Regions from separate parts of the Oryctolagus cuniculus genome. Here region 1 is linked to region 2. Evidence: chromatin contacts called from public Hi-C data. All regions are on one chromosome and are shown on one strand. The core of a region is the stretch at or near the end of the contact, and the rest is flanking DNA. Distances in the headings are between cores, read along the strand shown. Region 1 holds the start of ORYCUNV1R1619 (vomeronasal 1 receptor oryCunV1R1619). Region 2 holds the start of ORYCUNV1R1594 (vomeronasal 1 receptor oryCunV1R1594).

What was found. A called contact is a pair of places that touch in the nucleus more often than the background predicts.
Region 1: a Hi-C map of an unstated tissue shows a contact between it and region 2, with 5 times the contacts expected there. The contact joins the promoter of ORYCUNV1R1619 here to the promoter of ORYCUNV1R1594 in region 2. A contact is called at or near these places in 3 of 6 Hi-C or Micro-C datasets (ear pinna, skin fibroblasts and an unstated tissue).

Annotation. Positions count from the first base shown.
Region 1 is chr18:5,849,448-5,855,246 of mOryCun1.1, reverse strand. It overlaps ORYCUNV1R1619 (vomeronasal 1 receptor oryCunV1R1619), which reads left to right and starts at 2,850. Exons shown (of 1, transcript NM_001167306.1): 1 at 2,850-3,779. The coding sequence starts at 2,850. The coding sequence ends at 3,779.
Region 2 is chr18:5,582,956-5,588,575 of mOryCun1.1, reverse strand. It overlaps ORYCUNV1R1594 (vomeronasal 1 receptor oryCunV1R1594), which reads right to left and starts at 1,960. Exons shown (of 1, transcript NM_001167281.1): 1 at 1,043-1,960. The coding sequence starts at 1,960. The coding sequence ends at 1,043.

The sequences.
Region 1 (5,799 bases), core at 1,601-4,100, 270 kb before region 2:
AAAATATCATCACTTTTACATTCTGTAAGATTAGTTGATGATAAGGAAAAGGCAACAATGACACAGATTTTAAATTCTGCAAGGCTACATTGGCTTATCTTAATAAATCATGTATAATTTTTAAGTTATATCACGATAAATAAGTTGTTAACATGTCTACTTCAGGTTAAAAAATGTCTGAAATCATGAAAAGTCAAGCGAGGACTCCCAGCACCTCTGCCCAGCACTGAGCACAGGGGCATAACCACACTGTGCACTCTCCAATATCCTGACTCCGAAGTCTCGCTTGGAAATTCGCAAGGATAAGACAGTGGATTTGGGAAAAGCAGTGGATATTTTATTATGAAAACAAAAGGATACATTTTAAACTACATTTTACATTTCCTCATTAACTACAAACCATTCAAGAGGAGGTAACATGGCTTATCTGATAGTCAGGGAAAATATAAAATATGCCTGAAAGCTCATAAACTTGTGACTATCTATGGATATTATACTCTAGCTTCTGACATCTACTGGAGATGAGAATGAAAGGTGTACACAGATAAAGGATGTTTGGCTGTAAAACCCCCATACTCCCTGTGTCAGACAAATCCAGTGGTTTCTCAGGTAAACCATGATCATCATGTTCACTGTTGCACCTGTGTTTCTGAAAACCTTTCTCAGGAGCATTCTCCCCATTGTTCTGCTCATTATATACATGATACTGGGCTTAGTGGTCTGAAGTTTAGCAAAGAAGTTGCTCTGGGGTAGAAAGAACCTTCTGTGAATCCATGGAGACACAGGAGCTTCACTGCCTCCCTCCCATACCAGACTCAGGATCTCCTGCTCCCTCCAGGTCAGACCCTATCAGCTCTGGGGATCTGAGAAGGACAGAGTAACTTTCAAAGACTTTAACAGCCTCTTTTTAGATAGTAATTATAGGCTGTAATTGGTTTTCATAATTAGCAAGAGGAAAAGAGTTCACAAAATTCTCAGTACTCCAACTTGACATACACTGCAGCTGCAGGTGCAAAGACGACTGCAACTCTGCAGGGAGGTGAGGTCACAGGCCACACCACTTATAGTGCTCCAGCTGCCTCCAGCCCACCCAGTGCTGACTGGGGTGATCTTTGTGCTGAGGTTTGCCTTGGCAGCTGAGAGAAATTGGGGGTTTTCTACATCAGTACAAAGGAGAGAGTTTTCAAGTGAGAGGCATATCAGAAGTCTGGGTGAGTGATCAAGCGGGAAAAGGGGATTCTCCCATGTTTGCTCCTGGTCCTGTGTCCCAGCATACAGGGAGGAGGAAGGATTCTGAGATGTGTGCTGAGCTAGCACAGGAACATAGGGGTCCTCCACCCTACTCAAATCCCTTGTGGCTCTTGATGTACTTTGGTGTCATGCATAATGATACTGATTCTTATAGCTTAATGAAAATAATCATGCCATCTGGTGTTTAATGTATTTAAGGACTGTAGGTCCAAAATAAGTTTCTGTTCAATTTTCTGCACAGGACTCATGAATCTAGTTTCAGAATTAGCAGAGAGGCTGCTGTGGAACCCCACATGCTTATAATGTAGACAGAGACAAACCTCAGAATCTTATAATCCTGGGATGCAAGAGTGGCTGCCAGTGTCAACTTCTGGAATAGCAAGGTTTTCTCCAACCCTATTGTATTAATTTCTCAATGGAGAAAATGATTATTTCCCATTGAAAATCTCCATGATTACAGTAAGATTATGTTCCTTGTTTAAGTACGGGAAGCCTATTTAAGAAGAAAGCAGTGTTATCCTGTAGTAATGAGTTTCAGATGTATTTTTTCACTTTCGTTCTGGACTGAAAATATTTTCATCTTAACTGCAAGCTCCACATTGTCATGTGATAAAATAGATAAGATCTGACAACAGAGATTCCACCTGCTATGCAAGGCTTGCAATCAATACTTTTCAAAAATCTTGACTTATGGGAAAATGCTTTTACTTAACTATTAGTAAAGACATAATTATATTACATGAACATGGAAATATTTCATTTCTACCATACTTGACTTCACCAGACTGGTATTAATGTCACTTTGTACAGACCACAGCCAATTTTCAGTACTTCATGCCATTTTTCTTGGTACAAAAGCCAACTGACGTTTCTATTGTCTTCCCCAGTACAGACAACTTGGTCTAGTTTAAGTACAGTTTTCAAAGAGAAAGGGTTGAGAAAATGATACTATAATCAGGTTATATGTATCTGGGTAAGATACCTAAATGTATAACCATTATTGATGTTATCTTATGGAATAAATCTTTATGTATCAAGGTAAAGTAATACATACAAACTATGGAAACCAATTACCAGCAGTCTAAGATAGATTGATAATACATGAAATTAGTTAGGTATACTTATGTGTCATTTGAAGAACAGAGCTAAGTAGCTCTGTTAGAATAATATGATGTTTAATTTCAGTACTTTAGAACAAGCCCAGCCAGGTTCAATATTTCACTGCACACAAAAAAGTTTAAATTTAGACAAATAACTAACCAGAAGCTGCTTGCATGATCATTTTATTTCCAATGAAATGAATCCTGCTGCCTTCTCAAGGAGTCATTAAAAATACTGGAATTAATACATGTGTCTCTTCATGTCTGTAGTTAGTGTTGTGTAAGTACCCTTAAAGATTATATATCCAAGTATTTGGAAACATCTTCAATAAAGAAAAATGTTAAGCAGTCATTTCTAAGGGTGAACTGGTGTAAGTAGAGAATAAGAGTATAGAATGCTGAATTTCAACTGACATTAATGCACATGGTTTGCGTATCATGTTCCCATACAGGAATCTCCGGCCCAGAAACAATAAACAGACACTGGGAGGAGATGGCATGATCACCAGAGATTTGATAACAGGGATGATCTTCTTATTTCAAACTGTCTCTGGAACCCTGGGGAATTTCTCTCTTCTTTCCCATTATCTCTACCTCTACTTCACAGGATGCAAGTTTAGGCCCACAGATTTGATCATCAAACACCTGACTGTAGCCAACTGCTTAGTCATTCTCTCAAAAGGAGTCCCCCAAACCATGGCAACTTTGGGGATGAAGCATTTCCTCAGTGATACGGGGTGCAAGCTTGTGTTCTATGTGCATAGAGTGAGCACGGATGTGTCCACTGGCACCACCTGCATGTTGAGTATCTCCCAGGCCATCACCATCAGTCCCAGGAACCCCAGATGGGCAGAGCTTAAAGCAAAAGCTCCCAAGTACATTGGGTCCTGCAATATCCTCTGCTGGATGCTGAATCTGATACTAAATGCTATGGTGCCTGTCTATGTGACTGGGAAAAGTAATGACAATAATACTACAAAGAAAACAGATTATGGCTACTGTCATTCTGTGAATCCTGGCAAATTCACAGAGTCCCTGTATGTAGCTCTGATATTTTTCCGAAATATTCTCTTTGTGGGCTTCATGCTGTGGGCCAGCAGTTTCATGATTTTCACCCTGTACAGGCACAAGCAGCAGGTACAATACATCCATAGGACCAACATCACATCCAGGTCCTCCCCAGAGTCCAGAGCCACACACAGCATCCTCGTCCTGGTGAGCACCTTTGTGTCTTTGAGCACTCTCTCCTCCATCTTCCACAGCTGCTTGACTGTTTTAAATAATCCCAGTGTGTGGCTGGTGAACACCTCTGCACTAGTTGCTGGGAGTTTCCCTGCTGTGAGCCCCTATGTTCTCATGAGCCATGACTCCAGAGTGCCCAGGCTCTGCTGTGCCCACACGAGAAATACAGAATCCCCTACATTTTAGGTGTATTCACAATGGTTAGTTCTCTGATGCTTTTAAAATTCATCCGTTCATTTATTTACTTGTGTGACACAGAGCTCACCATACTGTGATTCACTCCCCAAACATTTATCTTGAGTCTGGATCAAGGTCAAAGCCAGAGCCGGGAACTCAATTACTTGTGCCATCAACACCATCTCCTAGTGTCTTCCTTAGCAGGTAACTGAGTTCTGGTCAGGGCTGGGTATCAAACCCAGGTAATGCGATTTTGGATATGTTCGTCTTCAGTGGCCATTTAACTGCTAGGTCAAATGCCTGCCAAACACAATGTGAGTTCTTTACTCTTGAACCCCTCTGAATTTTTAAACATTGAAACTTGAAACAGTCCCAGGAGCAGAGTCTGGTAAACAAGACTGACTTAATTGTTGCACTAAATAAAGAATAAAAGTATTAGTAATTATAAATAAATTAATATAATTATCATTTCAATTCCCAAATTGTGTTATTAGTGTTCCTGCCTCCATCAAGAAATGTAGAAATTGCTAAGAAGTTGTAGGTGTCACCTGAATCTGACACACTGAATTTTTCAGAAGTGAACAGTTATGGGAATGTGACAAAAGGTCTGTAAATCAGGGGCAACACTTTAGTGGGCATCAGAATGCAGAAAAATGAAGAAATTCTCCATAGAACAATGATCAGCATGGACGTTAGTGGAGAGAAAGTGAAGTTTCCCAGAGTGGAAGCCTTGAGGATCCTGCAGTTCTGTGCATGTAGGAGATGTGTCCTCTGAACTCAGATGTTATGAAGGAGAATGGTTACTTCAATCATTTTCATGTACAAATGGCTGGTGTGACCTGCAGTGGGGCACAGGGTAGCATGAAGCATGTTCTGCTGTTTATGAATGACACTAAGGGACAGAACAGAGTGTCCAAATATCCCAGAATGGAGGTGAGATCTGCTGGGCCAGCTTCTGTATCTTTAAGTAAAGAGGCCAGTTGGGTGTGTGGGCAAGAAACAGCTTTGATGTGCACGCCCCTGTCTCTCAGGTGAGGAAATAAGTTTATGATGGGCTTTCCTTTAGCCTTGAACTCAGGAGGAAGCAGGCACTGGGAGCCAGTCTCCTTCCCTGCCCCCACCTGGTGCTTATTTCCAAGTGCACTGACAAATATTTTTGTGTTTCTAAGTGTCTATGTAAGCATACATATAAACATATGAAGTCAAATTACATCTGTATGCTGTAAATCATTAATATTGGAAAAATACAAAGTCAGATTTACAAAGCAGTGCCCCTAAGAATAACACAAGCTGTGTTAATCCCACTGTCTACTTACTCTGATGTGCATGCCCCCATCTGTAGGATGCTACAGGAGAAAAACCCTGGCTGTAAGGACAATGACAGCTAAAGGACCCCTGGAATCTGTCCCTCAACTGTAGGACACAACCCAGCCTGGGGGTTCCCAGTGCTGGCCCAGGGAAGCCCAGCAGACAAGGCCACTCCAGCACACATACAGCTCTCATTCACTTAATAAAGCAAAGGTTTCCATGCATGCTCAGATCCAACTCCTTTTAGGACAGAAACTCCTATTACCTGACCTAGGCTGAATACAGGCATAAGAAAGGGGGCTGATTCACACAGACTCTGAGACAGGTCTTTGGAAGGAGCCCCTTATGGCCAATGGTCATACAGCTCCTGTATCTGGAAGAGGCTGCCAGCCTGCTCCCAGTATCTGGTTTGCAGGAGCCCTGCTAGAATAAACAATTTTCTTACTTTCTCTATTTAATTTATTCTAGTTCTTTTTTAACAGTCAATATTTTCCTTATTTTCATAAGATGTTTCCTAATCAGCTGATGAAAAGTTCATGGAATTTTTTTTGCTTTTTGTCAACATATTTTAACTATTAAAATAAGGGCACTTCAAAAAGGTTCTTGGGAAAATGAAATTAACTGATAAGTTTATTTTGGTGCAAGACATTTTTGAGGCCAAGGATGGTTGTTGCTATATGCATTTTCCACAAAGCTTTTGAAAAACCCTCACCTGCATGCA
Region 2 (5,620 bases), core at 711-3,210:
TGAGGGAGTACACTATGGAACCTTTCTCTTATGAACACGCCCAACCTACCTTTTCACTAAATTGCTCCCTCAACAGATCTCACCTCCATGCCATGATATCCTAGACCATGTGCTCTGTTTGTAGGCAATACTGGCTTGGTGTTTTTTATAAGCAACAGAACTTACATCTGTGCTCTGCGGTGTCCACTCAAGGTCAAACTGGTCATTGGTACGTGAATATGTTCAAAGTAACTGATCTCCGTCATAGTATCTGATTTCAAAGGACTCTATCCCCTTAGAAGTGATTCACAGGAATCCCTTATGGTTCTCAAGGCTACTGCTCCAGGAAACTGAGTTTTCCCACCACTAAATTCCATGCTATTCATTACACCCTGGGGTCTTTCTTCATTTCTGTGTTTTGGTGCACTGATGAAATGGTGCCCCTGCTTTGTGAAGCTTGTGCTACATTCCCATAATTTTCTAATTACTGACAAATTCAGGTGACACTTATGAATTCTCCATAATCAACATATTTCTTTGTGAATCTCAGAATATGAATAACATTTCCATAATATAGAAATTAATGTGATAATTACACAATAATTAATTCATAATAATTTATCAGTTTATTCCTTATTTTAGAGCAGAAATTCAGGCAGTCTTCTTGACCAAACTCTGATATAGGGACTGCTTCCAGAAACATAGTTAAAATCTCAGGGTCACTGAGGAATAAAAACTCACACTGTGGGGCAGGCATTTGGTCCAACAGTTAAGATGCCAGGCAGGATGATCACATCCAAATCATGGTCCCTGGGTTTGATACCAAGTTCTGATCCTGATTTAACATCCTATAATCCAAACACTTGGAGGCTTAAGTAATTGATTTCCTGGATCCCAGTATTTGCCCAGATCCAGAGCCAAAATAAAGATTTGGAGAGAGAATCACACTGGATTAGCTCCATCTCTGCTTCTCAAGTCTATGCATGAATAAATAGATTTTAATAACCATTGAAGAACTATCCATTCTGAATATTCATACAATAACATCTTCTTGCTAAGTAGGTCATTCTCTATTCCTGGTGCAGGCACAGCAGAGCCTGGGCACTCTTGAATCATGGCTCATGAGAATGTAGGGACACACAGTTGAGTAACTACCAGTGATTAGAGCAGAGAGGTTCACCAGCCACAGACTGTGATTGTTTAAAACACTCAAGCAAATGTGAAGGATGGAGGAAAAAATGCAAAATAACACAAAGAAGCTCACCAGGACAATGATGCTGTGAGTTGCTCTGGACTCTGGGGAGGACCTGGAGGAGACATTGGTTCTATGGATGTATTGGACCTGCTGCTTGTGCCTGTACAGGATGAAAACCATGTAGCCACTGGACCACAGCATGAAGCCCACAAAAAGAACATTTTGTAAAAATACTACAGCTGCATACAGGGACTCCATGAATTTTCCAGAATGCAAAGAAGCACAGTACACACGATCAACTTTCTCTGTGATATTTTTGCCAGTTTTTCTCTCAGTTACATACAGAGGTACCATGATATTTAGTATGAAGTTCAGTATCCAGAAAAGTATAATAAAAGGGCCAATGCATTTGGGAGCTTTTGCTTTAAATTCTGCCCACCTGGGGTTCTCAGGACTGATGATGATGGCCTGGAAGACACTCAGGAGGCAGGTGTTGCAGGTGGTCACATCCCTGCTCACTCTGTACACATAGAACACAAGCTTACACCCAGCATCACTGAGGAAATCCTTCATCCCCAAAGCTGCCATGGTTTGGGGAACTCCTTTGATGAGAATGACTAAGCAGTTGACTACAGTCAGGTGTTTGATGATCAAATCTGTGGGCCTGAACTTGCATCCTGTGAAGTAGAGATAGAGATAATGGGAAAGAAGAGAGAGATTCCCCAGGATTCCTGTAATAGTTCGTGATAAGAAGATCATCCCCATTATCAAATCTCCGGTGGCCATCCCATCGGCTCCCCATGTCTGATTATTGTCGCTGAGCCTGAGATTCCTGTATGGGAAATGAGGCATGAGCTCCTTGTGTTAATATGAACTAAAATTCAGCTTCCTTATTTACATTATTTCCACTCACATCAGTTCACACCTAATATTTGAGGTGAATGGGTCATCTTTAGAGCTACTTAACTAATTATTGGTTTAGAGACACAAGTAGTGATTCCAGTATTCATCATTTCTCAATGAGAAGGCAGCCAGATTCATTAAATTGGTTATAAAATTATTATGCAGGATGATATGGACTAGTGATTCATCTAGATGTATACTCTGTATTTTATGTGCTAATGGGATGTTGAGCCAACTGGGCTTGTACAAAAAGAGCTACATTAACCACGGTGTTATTCTAACATAGCTACTTAGCTGTGTTCTCCAAATAACACATATTTGTACTCACTTTTTTTTGTGACTTACCAATTTCTCTTAGACTACTGGTAACTTGTTTTCCCATTTTGTTTGCACCAGTTTACCTTCTTGAATAAAAATTTACTACATAATACAACATCAGTAATGCCTAACATTAGTTGCTCTATTAACATGCAGATAACCTTTTTGTAGTATAATTTCTAGTGCCTTCCTATTTGGAAAATTGTGTGTATTTCAAATTTAAGTGTAGAAGTCAATAGAAACACTATTTTATACCAGGAAAAAAGTAACATATGAGTACTGAATATATATTGTTCCCTACACTACAGGACTTAATACACGGTGAAATTGTGTATTGTAGAAACTGAATATTACTACGTTTGTTTATTTATATCTTTACTAATACTTACATGAAAGCTTTTTCCATAAAGGAGAGGACTATGAAAGGTGTAGAAGTATAAAGCATCTATCACACAGATCCCTAAGGTCAGATCGTGTGCATTTTATCATTTGGTATTGTGGAGCTTCCAGTTGAGATGAAATATTTTCACTCCAGAGAAATTCAGGAGAAACATTTTCAGCTGAAAGCAGCCATATGCAACCAATCATGCCAGGATAACACTGCCTTTCCTTAAACAGGCTCCCATTACTAAACAAGGAGGGACCCACACTATGGCATAGGGGGTACAGCTGCAGCCCACAATGCCAGCATCACATATGGGTGATGGTTCTATTCTCAGCTGCTTCTCTTCCAATCCAGCTCTCTGCTATGGCCTGGGAAAGCAGTGGAAGATGGCTCAAGTGTTTGGGCCCCTACAACAATGAGGAAAATCTGAAAGAAGCTCCTGATTCTTGTCTGCAGATCGACCCAGCTCTGGCCATTGTGGCATTTGGGATATGAACAAGTGGTTGGAACAACTCTCTCTCTCTCACGTACTTGCTCTCTGCCTCTACCTCTCTGTAACTCTGCCTTCGAATCTTACCATAATTAAGTAATGATGGGTGTTTTCAGTAGGCATCAATTAGTATCTCTCTTCAGTATTTAATACAGCAGAGTAGAGAAAACCTTTCTATTCCAGGAATAGCCACTGGGATTCCCTTTATAAGTCAAGGTTCTGAATTTTTGTAGGACTTTCCTATTCCACGTCAAGTTGCAGTGCTTCTCTGCTAAGTGACTCCTATAGCATAGACTAAACAGATTTCATGATTATTTTCATTAAACACCAAGAGCCAAGGTATTTTGCACAACACCAAATTCCAGGGAGTGCTGTAGGGTGTATGACCCACCTCCATATGCCAGCTCAGCACACATCTCAGAATCCTTCTTCCTTCCTGTGAGGCTGGGGCACAGGACCAGGTGAAAACATAGGAGGATCCTCTTGCTCACTTACCCAGACTCCAGATAAGGCTCCTTGCTTGAAACATCTCTCTTTCATGCTGACATAGAAATTGTCCAGCTTCTTTAAGTGCTGGGATAAGCACCTGCCTGAAGGTCCCCACAGGCAGAACCGAGTGGCACAGAGGCAGCGGGGCCACTACAAAAAGTGTGTGACTGTGACCTCACCTCCCTGCAGAGCTGCAATTATCTGTTCACCAGCAGCTGCACTGAAAGTGCAAATTGGGGTACTGAGCATGATTGTGAAAACTTTTCCCTTCTCGCTCATTACCAAAAGCAATCACAACTTCATAGTTATTATCTCCAAGGAGGCTGTGAAAGTCTTGTGAGGTGGCCCTTTCTTTCTCTTGACCCATGAGGCAGAGAGTCTGACCCTAAGGGAGCAGATCCTGAGTCTGACATGGGAGTGCTGGCAGTGAAAATTTTGCATCTCCCTGGATTCATAGATGATTTCTTCTGCCCCAGAGTGATTTCTTTCCCAAACTTCAGACCACTAAGCTCAGCCTCATTGATGTGATGAGCAGAGCAGTGGGGAGAATGCTCCTGAGAAAGGTTTTCAGAGACCCAGGTGCAATGGAGAACATGATGCCCATAGTTTACATGAAAAGTCACTGCACTTGTCCGACGTTCAATGACAACTTATTTGGATTTTAAAAGGATATGAAAGTCTTAAGATCCTTCTTTACCAGTGTTCTCTCTTATTTGTCATCTCCAGTAGCTACAGGAAGCTAATGAATAGTATCTGTAGACACACAGAAGTTTCTGGTCCTCATCCTTGAAACCATGATGAAATAGGCAGAGCTCCAAGTCCTTCAATTGTTATGTACTCAATTCAACAGAATTGAATATTTAACATTGCTTTTTTCCTATTTCTCTTTTCTGATTAATTTTAGTGCCCTTCATTGATTTTCTTATTGATTAGAAATACAAAATGTGAGTTGAAAGTTCTTTGTTGGCTGTTTCTTTTAACAAATCCACTATTTTTCCCAAGTCCACTTTATCATTCCCAAATTTCCAAACTAGGGCTTGTAATGACAGACATCACTTAGACTGTTTGTTGGGTCCCTGTACTCACTGGTAGACAGTGGAGCCAGGATTCCCTACCTGGCATTTGTATGTCTTGACCTGTTCTGTACCCGAATCTGACAGGATACAAATCCCTTTCTTGTAATATTCATGAAATAGAATATGTGGTTTTTAAGAGAATTACACATAGCATTGCAAATTTTAAGTTCTAAAATACTTTTTTGCTTTTCCCTTACCAATTCTTACAGAATGGAAAGGTGGTAATATGGATATATTGACAGCTTTATTAAAAATCTACTTTTCAGGGTTGTGGGTGGGAGGGATGGTATGGGGGGAAGCCATTGTAATCCATAAGTTGTACTTTGGAAATTTATATTCATTAAATAAAAGTTAAAAAAATCTACTTTTCATTGAAATAATTCACCAAATTAATAATATCTGCGTTGCTATTCCACAATGCTATATATCATGATCTTTTTATAAATTCATCTTACAGTGTTTATAGGTTGTATCCATGTCTTGGGTATTGTGAACATGCAGTAATGAACTTGAGTGCAGATCATCTCTGCAAGATTCTGAATTCATTTGCCTTGGATACATACCCTTAAGCAGGTTTCCCCAGTCATATGATAGTTTAATGTTTTATTTTTTGAGGAACTGCCCTGCTATTTTCAATAATGACTGCTTCCAGTTTACTTTCCCACTAATGGTGCCCAGGAATTCACTTTTCTTCCCATTCTCCCCAATACCTGTATACTCTTTTTCTTTCTTTGCTTTCTTCCCCCTCCCTGCTCTTTATTTAACAGTCGTCTAACAAAGTGTGA